Linked DNA regions of Mus musculus: region 1 is linked to region 2. The links are chromatin contacts, called in public Micro-C maps. All regions are on one chromosome and are shown on one strand. The core of a region is the stretch at or near the end of the contact, and the rest is flanking DNA. Distances in the headings are between cores, read along the strand shown.

The links. Hi-C and Micro-C count contacts between places; a contact is called where the count stands out from the background.
Region 1: a contact with region 2 is called in a Micro-C map of embryonic stem cells, with 3 times the contacts expected there. The contact joins two enhancer-like sites.

Annotation. Positions count from the first base shown.
Region 1 is chr4:137,459,073-137,462,787 of GRCm38.p6, forward strand. The region is part of intron 1 of Gm13010 (a long non-coding RNA gene); the gene reads right to left. Among named protein-coding and RNA genes, the nearest start is that of Gm13010, 6.2 kb to the right of the region's middle. Within about 2 kb of position 1,884, at least 9 of the 459 cell types and tissues checked have an H3K27ac peak or open chromatin away from gene starts, as enhancers often do. A contact at or near this core is called in embryonic stem cells, where this site is marked.
Region 2 is chr4:136,754,345-136,758,437 of GRCm38.p6, forward strand. The region is part of intron 3 of Ephb2 (Eph receptor B2); the gene reads right to left. Among named protein-coding and RNA genes, the nearest start is that of Gm52708, 43 kb to the right of the region's middle. RefSeq lists an enhancer at 1-4,093. Within about 2 kb of position 1,282, at least 123 of the 459 cell types and tissues checked have an H3K27ac peak or open chromatin away from gene starts, as enhancers often do. A contact at or near this core is called in embryonic stem cells, where this site is marked.

The sequences.
Region 1 (3,715 bases), core at 634-3,133, 710 kb after region 2:
CAGTGGCCTGATGTGCCATCTTCCTCCTGCAGTGGGAGGACAGCTGGTGTGTCAGCACAGCTTGGGGGGTGGTCGAGAAAGTCCTTCCTACCTGTTGAAATGTGCCACTGCTCATGCCAGGGTTGAAACAAGCTCTCAACTCTGTGTCCTGCTGCACTCCCCCAGCCCCGCAATGATTTATCTGTGTGTACTTGAGCTTGTGAACAAGTCCCAGGGTACACTCGTGCAGGTCAGAGGACAAATGTCAGGAGGTCTCTCCTATCAAGCAGATCCGGGGATTGAACTCGGGTTGTCAGGCTTGGTGGGAAATGCTCTACCTGCTGAGCCACCATGCTGCCCCTATTGAATAGCGAGACATGGGGAGAGGAACTTGGCTTCCAAAATACAATGAATTGGACAAATCATGGGCGATGTTTAACTGAAGGAGGGATTGCTACTCCACCAAGGGATTGTTACTCCACCTGGACCATGCTCTCCTTGCTCCCCACTTTCTTCTCATTTTGAGACAAGGTCTCACCGTGTATCTCTGGCTGGACTCAAACTCTATGTTCACTATGCTGGCCTGAAACTTGTCTTGATCCTTGTGCCTCTGTCTCCCACGTGCTGGGATCAGAGGTGTGTAACACCACACTGTGCGTCAGTGTCAGGGTATCTAGACAGGGCAGAGGAAGCCTGCAGCAGGTGCTTCCCAGAAAGTAGTAAATAAAAGGACAATTTCCTCAGAAGCCACCATCCATCTTAGATGTGATCTCCAAGGTCCTGTTACGTGACACTACAGGAACAGGAGCATAATACTGTGATTGATTGATTGATTGATTGATTGATTGATTGATTTTACACTAAAAGCCATTTACAGTGGACATGGAGATGCTACTCAGTCAGCAGAGGACTTGCCTAGCATACGTGCAGTCCTGGGCTAAGTCTCTAGTACCTCAAAGAGCTCAGCATGGTGGCACATGCCAGTAATCCCAGCACTTGAGACACAGACAAGAGGGCTGGGGTTCAAGGTCATCCTTGGCAATATGAGGAGTTTGAGACTAGCTTGTGCTACGCAAGACCCTGTCTCAAAAAAATGTAAAAAATGTTTAGTGTTGTCCTTTATGAACAGAGAACTTGGTACCACAGTTCCAGGAGTCTGAAAAACAAATACAGGTTGGGGATTTGATTTGGTTTGGGTTTTGATGTTTTTGTTTGTCTGGGTTTTTTTGTTTGGTTTTGTTTTGTTTTTCGAGACAGGTTTTCTCTGTGTAGCCCTGGCTGTTCTGGAACTCACGTTGTAGATGAGGCTGGCCTCGAACTCAGAAACCTGCCTGCCTCTGCCTCCCAAGTGCTGGGATTAAAGGAGTGCGCCACCACGCCCGGCTGTTTTTTGGCTTTTGAGGAAGGATCTCTTGTGTAGCCCTGGCTAAAACTCACTCTGTAGACCAGGTTGGCCACAAACTCAGAGATCTGCCTGCCCCTGCCTCCTGAATACTGGGATTACAGGCATGTGCCACCTCCAGCCCATCTGGAAATACATTTTCTTTTTATTGCTAGTGTGTGTCCCAGATGCTCATTCTATTCCCGGCCCCTCTAGGCCTCAACCCACCCATCCCTCACCACTCAGCTCCATCGCATTCTCTCCTGCTTGTTCTGTCTATGTCTGGGACTAGAACTCCACTTCGTCCGAAATCACACCCATCTCCTCCTGAGTTGAGGTTTACAGGGGGGAGAATAACAACGACAACCAAAGGCCCTGCTCCGCTCCGGGCTACGTCGCTCTCCACATTTTCGACCAACTTTTCCTCTGCTTCATGCACAGCCCTCCCCCGCCCCCAAACCCCTCCAGCCAGGCAGGAATTTCTGGGGAACAATTGAACAAAGCCGGGAACTTGGAGGGAGAAGTCACAGGACATTCCAAAAGGATTTCTCTCAGGCTGCAAAAGACAACATGCAAGAACAGTACAGAGAGCTCACAGCCTTGGAAAAGACAATCCCGAAGGAAAGAGACGGAAGGGCGATGCGGATCGGAGGAAGGAGCAAGGGGGCCAGGGGTCAAGAGGCCCATGCTGAGGGTGGTGGGGCTACTTTTCCTGCCACCTGCGTCCCTGTAGGCCCATCTTTCTGGCCTCACCTGCGTCCCTGCAGGCCCATCTCTCTGGCCTCACCTGCATCCCTGCAGGCCCATCTCTCTGGCCTCAGATTTGTGGTTCTAAAAAAACGGAGGGAGTCATAACAGTAAACTCGTGGATGGACAAAAAGTCACTACCAGGATACTTGCTCAGTCATGAAGCCCTGCAGACAGGACAAAGACCCAGCGACCTGGGAGGGTGAACCACACCCACAGGGTGTCCCTGAGATATATCATCAAGTCATTGAATTTTAGAGAGATTTTGCACACGAGTTGAGGATGTAGCTCAGTTGGTAGAGTTGCTTGCCTAGCCAGTACAAAGCCCTAGGCTTGACCCCCAGCTCTGAATACACAGCCACAGTGGCCCACAACTGTAACTCTAGTCCTTGGGAGGTGGAGGCAAGAGTATCCAAAATTCAAGGTCATGCTTGGCTACACAGTGAATTCGGAGCCAGCCTTTGAGACGAGAGTCCCTGTTGCAAAAAGGAGGGGTGGGAAAGAAGGGATGAGATCATGGGAAGGTGTGGAGAAAGTGTCACCCAACATCACTAGTTCACAAATTACCGATGCATCCCGTCCATCATTAGAAGCTTGCTCCCCCCAACCCTGTCTAGAGATGCCAGTAGACATGGATGAGGCCCTGGGTTCTCTCCACAGTGACAAGAGAGAAAGATGGACAGATGACGATGGCTCCTGACAAAATAGAAGTCTTTGTGCTGTTTCCAGTCCTGGGAAGGAAGGATTGCAACGAGGGAAACATCAGCTGGGCAAGAGAACATGCTCAGAGCCACTGTTGATTGATGTACTGGAGCAACAGCTCCTTATCTCAGACTCGTATAAACAGTGTGGGGGCTGGCACCGATGCACAGATTCATTTTTAAGTAGCCTCGGTCTTTACCGACACATAGAACTGTGTTTACAAAGAGAGTGTTAAGTGAGAAAAGCAAGCCGAAGGAGCTAACCGAGCTCGCTAGCACACGTACAGCAAGGGACCATTGCCTGCTCTGCCTGGAGAAGGGTCAAGGACATTGGTGGCAGGCCAACTCTTGGCCCAATAGAAGCTTTCTAGGCTAATGCTGGGTCTTGTGGGTGGGAATGTGAGGGGGTGGATAGGGCCCCCAAGAATTCCAGCCTGACTAAAGCGGTTTGGGGGATGGGAGCCGTGGTGATGGGATTGAACCGATAAAGAGCGTTTTATGGTCAGCTCAGCAGCCGGATTCTGGAGTGGCATTCATAAACCACAGCCTAAACAACACATGCCCTGTGAGGTGTTACAAGTTTCCCCCACAAAAACAGGTGGGGCCTGTTCACACACGTGTCGAGGAAGGACAGATTAAATAGGTCAACAACTCACTTAAGACTTGTGTAAATACTTTCCCTGTGTCAGCATCCCGGGAGCTGGTCACCATGTGGGAAAGAATGCAGGCCTTCCAGGTAGGTGAGATGGCTCAGCCTGCCACCACCAAACCTGACAACCATCTCTGGGGCCCAAGTGGTGGAAGAAGAAAACTGAGTCCTGAAAGTTGTCCTTTGACCTCCACATGTGTGCCACGCCTCCACAATAAAAATGTAATAATAAAAAATAACATCTGGGGCTGGTGAGAT
Region 2 (4,093 bases), core at 32-2,531:
CCCCTTGGTGACTCTTATTTCTCTAGTAAGACCCTGGGTGTTCAAAGGCTGCCAACTCAGCCATACCCTGTGGGTGGCCACAGCTGTGCAGCCTGCTGGGGCGACGGGCTGGGTGAGCCCTGCCCAACCTTGGCAGCTGTGGAATGAGCATAGGGGGGCACGCACCCACCCCTAGATGCCCCACACCTGCCCTGTCTCCCAAGCCTTGAATACCCAGGCTATTTCTGCCTGTCCACTGCGTCTCGGCTGGGATACTCTTTCCTCCAAGAAGATCTCTGGGCTGATCATGTTGGATTCGGCCCCATCTCTACCTCCTAGACAGTCCTGTGGGTCCTCCTTGTCTTCAATCTCCCTCAAGAAACCCTGTCTTCCCTTCACTGGGTCTCTTTGTCTCCCCCCACCATGAATCCCTGGAGGTAGGGGCCAGGTTGGATTGGTACATCCCCAATAGCCTGGCACACTGTAGGGTGTTTGCTGGACCCTAGACTGAGCATTCCGCCAGATAGATCCCCCCCCACCCCCCGGCTGCTTGCTTTGAGGATCACATCAACTTATTAGGACTGGCCTCTGGGATATCCAGGGAATTGTGGATGAGTCTAGGGATACAGGGGTAGGGACTAGGGAGAGGAATGAAAAAGGCTGGCTCAGCAAGGAGCTGCCCTTGTATCCTTGAGGCAGATCTTTCTCATCTGGAAGCCTAGGTTTTCTCAGTTGTGGGCCTGGATGAGACAACTTTCTACCCAGGTGTCTGGGGGAAGGGCCTGGAGTTTGGTTTGGGCTTCTGGTTGTACTAAGGCAGAAGCAGAAGTGTCAAGAAGTCTATCAGCCCTCCCATGACTCGCCCTTCTGAGCCATACGCAAAGTGCTTTGCAAATGAAAATTCAAGATGTAACCAGTCAATGCTCCCAAGCCCGTCTTGAGCAGGAATTTTGCTTTCCCCTTTGCCTCCACCATACAGTGAACAGCCCTCAACACGCCAGCCGGCTCCACTACCCAAGCTTCAAATCAGCAAGCAAATAAACCTAACTAACTCCAGCCGGCCTCCCGAAGTGCCCCCTGCAGGAGGTGGCCCATTCCCCTCCAAGGCTAGTCTGTCTCCAGCCCCTTCCTTCCTCTTCCCCAAGCAGGACTCAACCGCCCCCCCAAGCTGCCCCCCTCTTCTCTTCTCCATTGGGACGTGACATTCACCAGCGTCACTCCTGGTCTCATCTGCGGAGCGCCCCACCCCCGGCAGCTAATCCCCACAAAGCCCCGCGTTGGGCCCAGCATGACAAGCAGGCCCCAGCCGCCCGCGGCTCGGCCGAGCGTGCTCGCAGGGGCCGAGGCGGGATTCGGCGCGGCTGTCACTCTCGCCTTCCGCGCCTCTAATTGGATTCGCAACACGCAGAGGTCAGCAGAAACGCTATGGAGAGGAGAATCAAAGGGAAGGGGCGTCCGGATATAAAGAGAGGCATTCTTCCCGGGCCACAAAGACGGCAGCCCGCGGGGGCGGAGGGGACCCCCGAGAGGGGCTGCCCATCTGGAGGGGGAAGGGGAAGGAAAGCGCAAGGGCCGGCTTCTCCTACACCTCCCATGACTTGTTTGGGTCTTGGGCTTGGTCACCATCCTCTCCGCTGAATGGAGTCTGGATGGCATTCGGGTCCTGCTGCAGGGGATGTGGATTTTTTGAAGATGGATTTGGGGAAGCTCGGGAATCAGCCACATGGGCTCCTGGCTTTCCACCTGCTCCCTGGGAGATGCAGCGGGTCCTCCCAGGGCTGTAGGCCTTAGTCTTCTCTTCCGTGGAATAGGACACCACCAGCTGCTCTTGCCTGGTGGTGTGGAGCAAAGGGCCCTCGGCAGGGGCAATTCATGCATCCCGCCCTTCTCAACACGCCCATGCCTGTACAGAATCTCTCAATACCGAAAGCAAAAGGATTTTATTCATTCCACTACGGCCGAACCATCCCTGGCCTGGGCAGAGACGACTATACCCCCGTGCCTTTTTATCTCACAGGGACCCGGAGGGTCAGTAAGGAACTAGAAAAGGTTTGAGTCTGGACTGGAACCTGTGTGCTCTCCTGTATGGGCTCTGTGTATATGCTCTCGAGTGCAAGCACACACATATTCTCTCTCTCTCTCTCTCTCTCTCTCTCTCTCTCTCTCTCTCTCTCTCTCTCTCTCTCTCTCTCTCACACACACACACACACACACACACACACACAGAGTGCCAGTAGGGGCTGTAGGCAGCCTGGGACCAGCCTTGCTGCAAAGCAGGCCTTGTTTGCTTTAAGAATGTTGGCTGTACTGACTCTGGCTCATGAAAGAGACAAGAGGAGGAACTCAAAGGGAATTTCTAAGCGACAGAAAAATCGATGGCCCTGACATCCTGGCCCCTGAAAGAGTCTCTATCTCACACACATGCATGTGCATGCTACCTCAGTCAGTGAGCGCACACATACTCACAAATACCTATTTTCAAGTGCGTGTATATTATGTCTGGCTTGATACAATATACACACGGACCCAGGAATAAATAAAGATCTTGTCGGTGGGTGTGCATCTGTGCAGACACCTCCCTGTGCCTGTGTGGCAGCACCACACACAAGGACCCTGACAGCATCCCATAAAGAATGGACACACATGCTCCTATCCATACACGTCTGGCAAACTCAGCAGTCATGAGTGTGCTCCTTCCTGCACATACATGTGCAAGGCAAAGCCAGGCAGACACGAATATGGGTTGTCATGGTTCACAGTGCGCTCCAGAGCCACTCACACAGTAAAGGGCATGTGAGCAGCCTATGCCTGACACACAGGCCAGGGATTCGCTATATTTGCAGATGCTGGGGTAGTGGACGGCTTGTACATGTGGGTACACAAACATGCTCCCAGAAGGCTCAGCACATACGTATGCAGAAGGGGGCTCTTCTGTATTGATCTGGGTCTCTGGGGAACTCCCCTAGACAGACACTCTTGACAGAAGTGAGTGGGGGAGGGTAGCTAAGGGCCCAGGTTGCCAGGGAGACGGCTGTGGGGCTTCAGGGGTTCCCAGAGCTCTCATGCCTGTCCAGGCAGTGCAAAAAATGCCAGCAAGCACTCCTGAGCCTTCCAAGTTTGCCCATCACACAGAGATGGGGTGAGAGAGACAGGAGTCTGTTTTCCTCTTAAGGAGCCAGTATAACCCTTATGGGTACCAGTCAGGGTTTGCAAAGCCTGCCTGGTTAGAATCTCTTTCCAAAGGCCCCAGGACCAAAATCTACTGGGGCTACAGGGGACTATAAACGCTCGGCATGGTCCCTAGGTTCCGTGCAGGCCACACCTGGTGTTCCTATCTAACAACCAGAGTTTAAGAAATGGCCATCTGCTAGGTGTGCAGCCTGGAGCAAAGTCCTTGCTTTCTCTGCAGAACGGGATGGAAAGGACAGAAGTGTAAGTAACTGAGATGTCTCGAGATGTCACCCACCTGCCTTTGCCTCTACGGAAAGTAAATGCTTGTCTACTCTGCCAGACCTTCCCATGATCTGACTCCCAGGTGTCTGAGTGTGCAGGGTACAGTGGAAATGCTGTCCCCAGATGCTCACCGCTTCCTTGTTGGCTCCTCTAGGACCGTGGGCACCAGGCAGAAGCAAGAGCGATTAGTAGCCAAGAGTCATTCTACCTGTGCTCCGGACACAGAGTTCCGGAAAGGAGCTGAAGGGCAAAGTGCTTCACCCGGGTCCCAGATTAAGGGGTGTAGGGCCCTACTATGCACCTAGGTACCCTATGGGCTGCTCCTGTGTCACCCACTAAGAGCATCCTGACTAGAGAACACAAGGCTACGATACAGGTTCACATTTGGCCTATGCTGCATATCAGGCTTGCTTGCAGTTGAGGGGACACCATCAGCACACATTTCCCTGATACGTGCACACGATCCTGCTCTCTAGCAACTTGGCCAGGCTCTGCCTGCAGATCCCTCCCTGGAGCAAGATCACCATCTTCTTCCTGTCTTCTGAGCTCACCAAACACTTTTAAAATTACTATTTATTTATGAGACAGAGGTGGAGGCATGTGCAGGTGTGCGCCAGTGTGGAAGTCAGAGGACAACTTTCGGCGGTCGGGTGTCTCTTTC